Linked DNA regions of Anser cygnoides: region 1 is linked to region 2. The links are chromatin contacts, called in public Hi-C maps. All regions are on one chromosome and are shown on one strand. The core of a region is the stretch at or near the end of the contact, and the rest is flanking DNA. Distances in the headings are between cores, read along the strand shown.

Evidence for each region. A called contact is a pair of places that touch in the nucleus more often than the background predicts.
Region 1: a Hi-C map of liver shows a contact between it and region 2, with 2.9 times the contacts expected there. The contact joins the promoter of RAB17 here to the promoter of ABCA12 in region 2. A contact is called at or near these places in 2 of 7 Hi-C or Micro-C datasets (both in liver).

The regions. Positions count from the first base shown.
Region 1 is chr6:10,953,990-10,956,931 of Taihu_goose_T2T_genome, forward strand. RAB17 (RAB17, member RAS oncogene family) reads left to right here and starts at 1,689. Exons shown (of 6, transcript XM_048058455.2): 1 at 1,689-1,893. LOC125182149 (a long non-coding RNA gene) reads right to left here and starts at 1,666. Exons shown (of 2, transcript XR_007161258.2): 1 at 1-1,666.
Region 2 is chr6:10,498,915-10,501,773 of Taihu_goose_T2T_genome, forward strand. It overlaps ABCA12 (ATP binding cassette subfamily A member 12), which reads right to left and starts at 1,605. Exons shown (of 58, transcript XM_066999642.1): 1 at 1,451-1,605; 2 at 787-878. It overlaps ATIC (5-aminoimidazole-4-carboxamide ribonucleotide formyltransferase/IMP cyclohydrolase), which reads left to right and starts at 1,326. Exons shown (of 16, transcript XM_013178608.3): 1 at 1,326-1,482; 2 at 1,853-1,979. The coding sequence starts at 1,461.

The DNA.
Region 1 (2,942 bases), core at 439-2,938, 460 kb after region 2:
TAATGCCATAAAGTTTCCCGGTGCCTTTCCAGTATAAATAATGCATCATTTTTTTCTGCTCCTCCACATTCCCTGGGAACAGCAGAAAGAAAGGAAAAGCCACTCGTGCTTTCAGGTACTTTCTTCAGCCCATTGTGCAGCGAGAGACGAGGCAGGCAGCGGTGCCCATGGAGCAATTTGGGTGGCCGAAATATGCCCTAGGAGATTTATTTTGACCTGTTCTGGTAGCCCTGTGCACTAAAACGTTGCAGCTCCTCCAGGAAAAAGGATGAAAGCAGGGGAAGGTCCGCAAGTGGTTTCGAGGTGCTCAGGTCACGCCTTGCTGGGCTGGGATATTTGGTCCCTACCAGCCCTGTGGCCAGAGCTCTCCTACGAGGTCTTGTGGTGTAACCACAAGCACAGAACTAAAGGGTGCAGGCTCCGGGAGCAGGCTCCGAAAGGAGACTCGGCAGCGGAGAGCTGTGCCGTCTGAAATCACGGACGAGCTATGCCCTCTAGCGGGTCTGCCGCTGGAGAAGGTCCCGTGCGGGAGGCGGTGCCCACCCCAGGGACACATCCCTGGGACCCAGGGGAGGCTTATAAAAGCCCCTGCCTCATCCCAGGCAGGTGCCACTGGGATGGGAACAAAGAAAAAAAGAAGTGCCCAAACGCTTTTCTACCCCTCTGCTGTACCAACCATTCACGGGGCCACGCCAGTTCGGGATTTCACAGGGTAGTTAGGAAACTTCTTCAAAGGCTCCCCAGATCCTTTCCAGCCTGGCTGATGGGCAGGGAGCCGGGAGGAAAGGCTTTGCTGCCCTCTGGCAAGGAGCTGGATGCAGGCTAAGCTCTGCTTGGGGGCTGGATGCAGCTGAGCGGTGTCGGTGCTGGGATTTGTTCCCCCCAAAAAAGGAAATCCACTCTCGTTTGGCTCACGGACCAAAAAGTTACATGTGCAGATCCATAAAGCTTTCAGAGCTGGCTCTTGAAGGCAAGGCATTACAGATGGCCAGGTTAGTGCTACAAACACAAAAGCTGCCTTCCTTTAGGTTTCTAATGACCTGCAGATCTTCCTGTTCCCTCTCCAGACCGGTTATCCCAATACATTGTGCTTTTCCCCCATTAAGATGTAAGAGCTTTAACAAGAACTCTGTACAAAGCGCCCAGCCCCAGCGGTAACCAGCCATTAGTTTAATTAAAAGGCAGGAAAAGCCCAAGTGCTCAGGTTTTTTTCTTTGCTCGCTTTGTCTGCACCTCGCCGGCTTGTCTGCTAAGCCCTTTGCGGGAGCAGCGGGTGTGCCGCTTCCCACCCGCTCCCCAAAAACAAATCCCTTTGGCAGCCCTGGCTCCGAGTTATCGCAGCCCGGGACCAAAGAGGAGTCTCACCTGCGTCAGCAGAAATTGCAGCATTATAAAAAACCCTACAAAGGCCAGATCCCTGGCTCCAGCCTGCCTCATACCCAACCCTCCCCATCCCCAAATCCCAGCTGCGGGATGCGGGCGGTGATGCTCGCGGCACCTCCGAGGACAAGCCACCGAAAAGAAACGGCTCCTGCAGCAGGGACAAGGGACAGCGGGGACAGAGGGAGCACAGAGGGCAGGGTTTATGGCCCTGCCTCGCCCAGCCGGCGGGGAGGGTTTAAGGTTCACCCGTTTCTGCTCACCTCTCGGCTTTGGCACCGCTCTCTGGCAGCTGCTGGCGCGCCTGACGGAGTTTCGCTTTTAGTTTTCTGTGGAGAGGAGGCAGCCGGGGAGGCTGGAGGAGGCCGTCCCCATCTGTCGAGGCTGTTCCCGTCCATCGAGGCTGTCCTCATCCATTGAGGCCATCTCCATCCATCGAGGCTGTCCCCACCCGTCGAGGCTGTCCCCGTCCTCCACCACCCCTGCGCCAGAGGAGAGCCAGCCTGCAGCCAGGTAACCCCTTCCTCTGCCTCCCACCTCCCTCCAAAATCCCAAGATTTGTGTCTTCCCACCAATAATCAGCCCCAGATCCCAGCCACAAAGGCAGCCCAGCCTCCAAAATCGCAGTCGGAGGGGGATCTCCGCTTGTTGCTGGCATTATTTCCCCAGCAGGGCGATAATGACCCAGCCTCTGCTCCCTGCAGTTCAGGGGAGGGCTGATCGTGTTGGGAAATCAGCACTGCGTGGATCCAGCAGTGTGTACACGTCAAAGTGTCTTTGCAGTGCATGTTTCCCTGTCCCCTGGCAAGCTTCCCCTAAGCACGGTGACTGCCGCAGAGCTCAACGCCAGCAGGAACGATCTGGGGACGCCGGTGTGCTAGCACCATCTGGGGAAAACAAAACAAAAAAAAAACAAACAAAAAAAAAAACATAAAAAATCCCACGTCCAAAACCTGCAGGTTAGGTGCGGCAGAAACCCAGCAAATGGCTCCAGCATCCTCTGAGAGCTGCTGGCTCAGACATCAATCAGACACTGTTAATTTCCCAGGAAGTTAAATGAAGGCTTAAATGACACTTCTCAGTGTCTCCATCCCCAAAGATTTGCATTTCTTTTATGTTTTCCCCCCAGTGATATTTTTTTTGGAAATAAAGGATAATATTTTTTTGGAAATATTTACCCCTGAGAGTGAATACAGCAGGACCCCCTCCCAAGTTAGCGATAACACAGATACTGACTTATCAAGTGGCAAACGCCGAGCCCTCGCTGTTGCTTTCCAGCTCAGATAACTGCTCCACCTCCTGTTTCTGGCTCATATCACTAACAATAAAGCCCATAAAACGTGGGTTTTATGCAATGCTTAACCCTCAGCTGGAAGCAGGCACGAAGCTGCTAGGGTAAGGTCAGCCGAGCCTGCCCCAAATGTCTGCCTCAGGACACAGCTGCCACAAACTATGGGGTCTGTGTAAGGTTAAATCAAACTTTTTTCTAATGTTTCCAATACCAACAAGGTTCCTGGTGTGCCCTGCTGGGGCTTAGGTCAGGAAACCAGCAGGAAAGGGGA
Region 2 (2,859 bases), core at 355-2,854:
TTATTTAGCATTTACTATGTCTTGCTTGACTCTTTCTTACATAGACAACACAGTCCAAGACCAGAGATTCACAAATCAAAACAGCCCAGTTTCTGGGCCTTCCAGAGACACTTGTTTTGCACTTCCCAGCTTTCTGCCTGTAAGATCTAGGAACTTATTTGTTGAACCATTTATTTGTACTTTTCTAATGCAAGCAGAGAGCCTAAAGCAACCTGCCTGCTTCAAGAGCTGCAAGTGTACCGTGAACACCTATCTGAGAGATAAAACCACAAAAAAAGCACGTGGGGATGTCTTGGGGGCCTGTCCCAAATGCATATACCTGAGTCCCCCTGCACTAGAGGTGACATGAATCAGAGATGTACATGCTACATAAAACAAAACAGCTTTCAGCTTGCTGAACCCAAATTATTTGCTGTTTTTCCTGGCAATGCTACTTGCTGGGAGCAGCAGCACTGAGCGAGCACTGCTGCAGTGACAGGACAGCCCTGGAGGCCTCCTCAGAACATTAGCAAGGTGATGGCTAGGAGCTGGGCTGGAAAATAACTCCAAGAGCTCTCTACCTGCCTCAAACAGCATGGGTTGCTGCCATCACAACTGCTGCACCTTTTTCTGGGGTGTTCTGGCAGTGGTGTCAGGCACAAGCTAGGCTGAAAGCAAACAAAACTCCTTTGCACAGAACTCCAGGAAATCTGGAGGCGTGTAGGGGACGAAAGCTCTCCCTTACCAAGAAAAATAAATAAAGTGAAGAAAAATATCATTCTACTATTTGCAAGCTTAATTTTTTACCTTAGACTTGGTAAACAAGTGTTATGCCTTTGCTCCCTTCTCTTCAGTAGACTCTCAAGAGTTGATTTTCCACAGCTGAAACTGCACTATTTCTGAGGGGAAAACAAAAAGTAATCACCCTTATTGCTCCATCAGTGACTGTGCTGGGGTAGGCTGGGCTTCCTGTCAGCGAAGGGCCCTCTGACAAACCTGCACGTCCCACACAGATCCCACATTTGTCCCACATGGGTCCCACACAGGCACCACACGGATCCCATATGGGTCCCACACAGATACCCAGGCGCCACCTAGATCCCACACGGGTGCCACACGGATCCCACAGGGGTCCCACACGGATCCCACAGGGGTCCCACACGGGTTCCGCGTGGACCCCACATGGGTGCCTCAGGGATCCTGCACAGACCCCACACAGGTGCCACACAGACCCCACGCGGGCTGTCTGCCGGGCTGCCACCCGCTGCGCTCCGCGACCGCCCCGTCCCCCCCGCCGCCATCCCCGCCCCTCAGGCCGGGCCCCGAAATGGCGGCGGCCCCCGCCCCTGCTCCCTCCCCTCCCCGGGCCGCCCCACGTGGTGCTGCGGGCGCCCAAATCCCCGCGGGCCGCCGCTGCTCGCTCCTTCCTCCTCGTCCTCCACATCCTCCTCCTCCTCCTCCTGACACCCACCGACGGCGCCATGGCTGCCCGGCAGCAGCTCGGTAACGCGGCGGCGGCCGTGCGGAGGGCGGTGGGGTCCCGTGAGGGAACAGGGGGGACACCGACCGACCGCTGTGGAGAAGGCGACTGTTAAACCGACCGTTAACCGGCGGTGACCGTTAAAAACGACCGTTAAACGGCGGCGACCCTTAAGCCACCGTGAGGGGAAAGGTGGGGGGGGGGGGAGGTGGCGGCCATGGCGCCGGGCCCCGAAATGGCGTCGGGGTGAGGGCTGAGGGGAGGGGGGAGCTTCCTCCGTGCGTGTGTAAGTTACAGATCAATTTCCTCATCGTGCCTTTTTCTTTCTTTTTTCTTTTCTGTACGGTGTCGCACTCTTAAAAACGCCATCCTCGCGCTCTTCCCGCCTTCCAGCTCTGCTCAGCGTCTCCGAGAAGACCGGCCTGGTGGAGTTTGCCAAGAGCCTGAATGCTCTGGGCCTGGGTTTGATTGCCTCAGGAGGAACAGCCAAATCCCTGAGAGATGCTGGCTTGCCTGTCAGGTACGGGTGCTTTCTTGTGCATCACCATCAGAAATGCTCCTTGTGCCCTGAGGTTGCTTAAATTACCTCCCTTCAGAATGGAGGTAATTCTGTGCTCCATTCAGCACAGAATGGTTGAAAACTGGCACGGGATAAAAAAAGTCTGTAAGTAAGTCTTCCCCGCAAGACAACGCAAGCAAACACGTTTTCCCTGAAACAAACAAAACTAAAAGCCCCGAAACAAACTTCAGAATCATCTTGGCTACTTGGCTGGCTGGTGACAGAGTTGTGCTGTGCAGCTCAGCGCTGAGACCAGTAGAGCTGTCAGGAGTGTTGTGCTGGAGATGCGTTTTTGTCTGTCTGTCTTGAGCCAGGTTTTTTCCCGTGAGGTAATTAATGGTCAATTAGTGGTCGTGAAATTTGTAATCAGGCCCTAGTACTGCTCTTTACAGCTGGCTGGAAGCTGATCTTTGCCTGGCCCTGGGACAGGAAGAGTGACATGTGTCAGGGATATATTGAAGCTCAGCAGAGATCATTTGTCACAAATAATTTTACCAGGATGATGGCCTGTTTTTTGAGACAAAGCCTGCAAGTGCTGTGCGTTCAGTGTCTGAGAAGCAGCATGCACAGGCACTAGCTGTTTTGGCTCTTGATTTTTGGGAAAGCTTTTTGGGTTCTTCTGTGCCGTGACTCAAAATCAGCTCCAGCCAAAAAAAAAAAAAAAACACTTGCAGTATAGTGATGAAAAAATCTGTCACTTACTTGGCAGGACAGGTGACTGTGGCTCCTTTTTGCCTACACTGAATGCAGTGATAGGCCCCTGAGATGCATAAGCATGAATATACACCACCTCCAGAGTTCCCTCTCTGTTATCCAGCACTTGGTTTTGTCTCTCCAGATT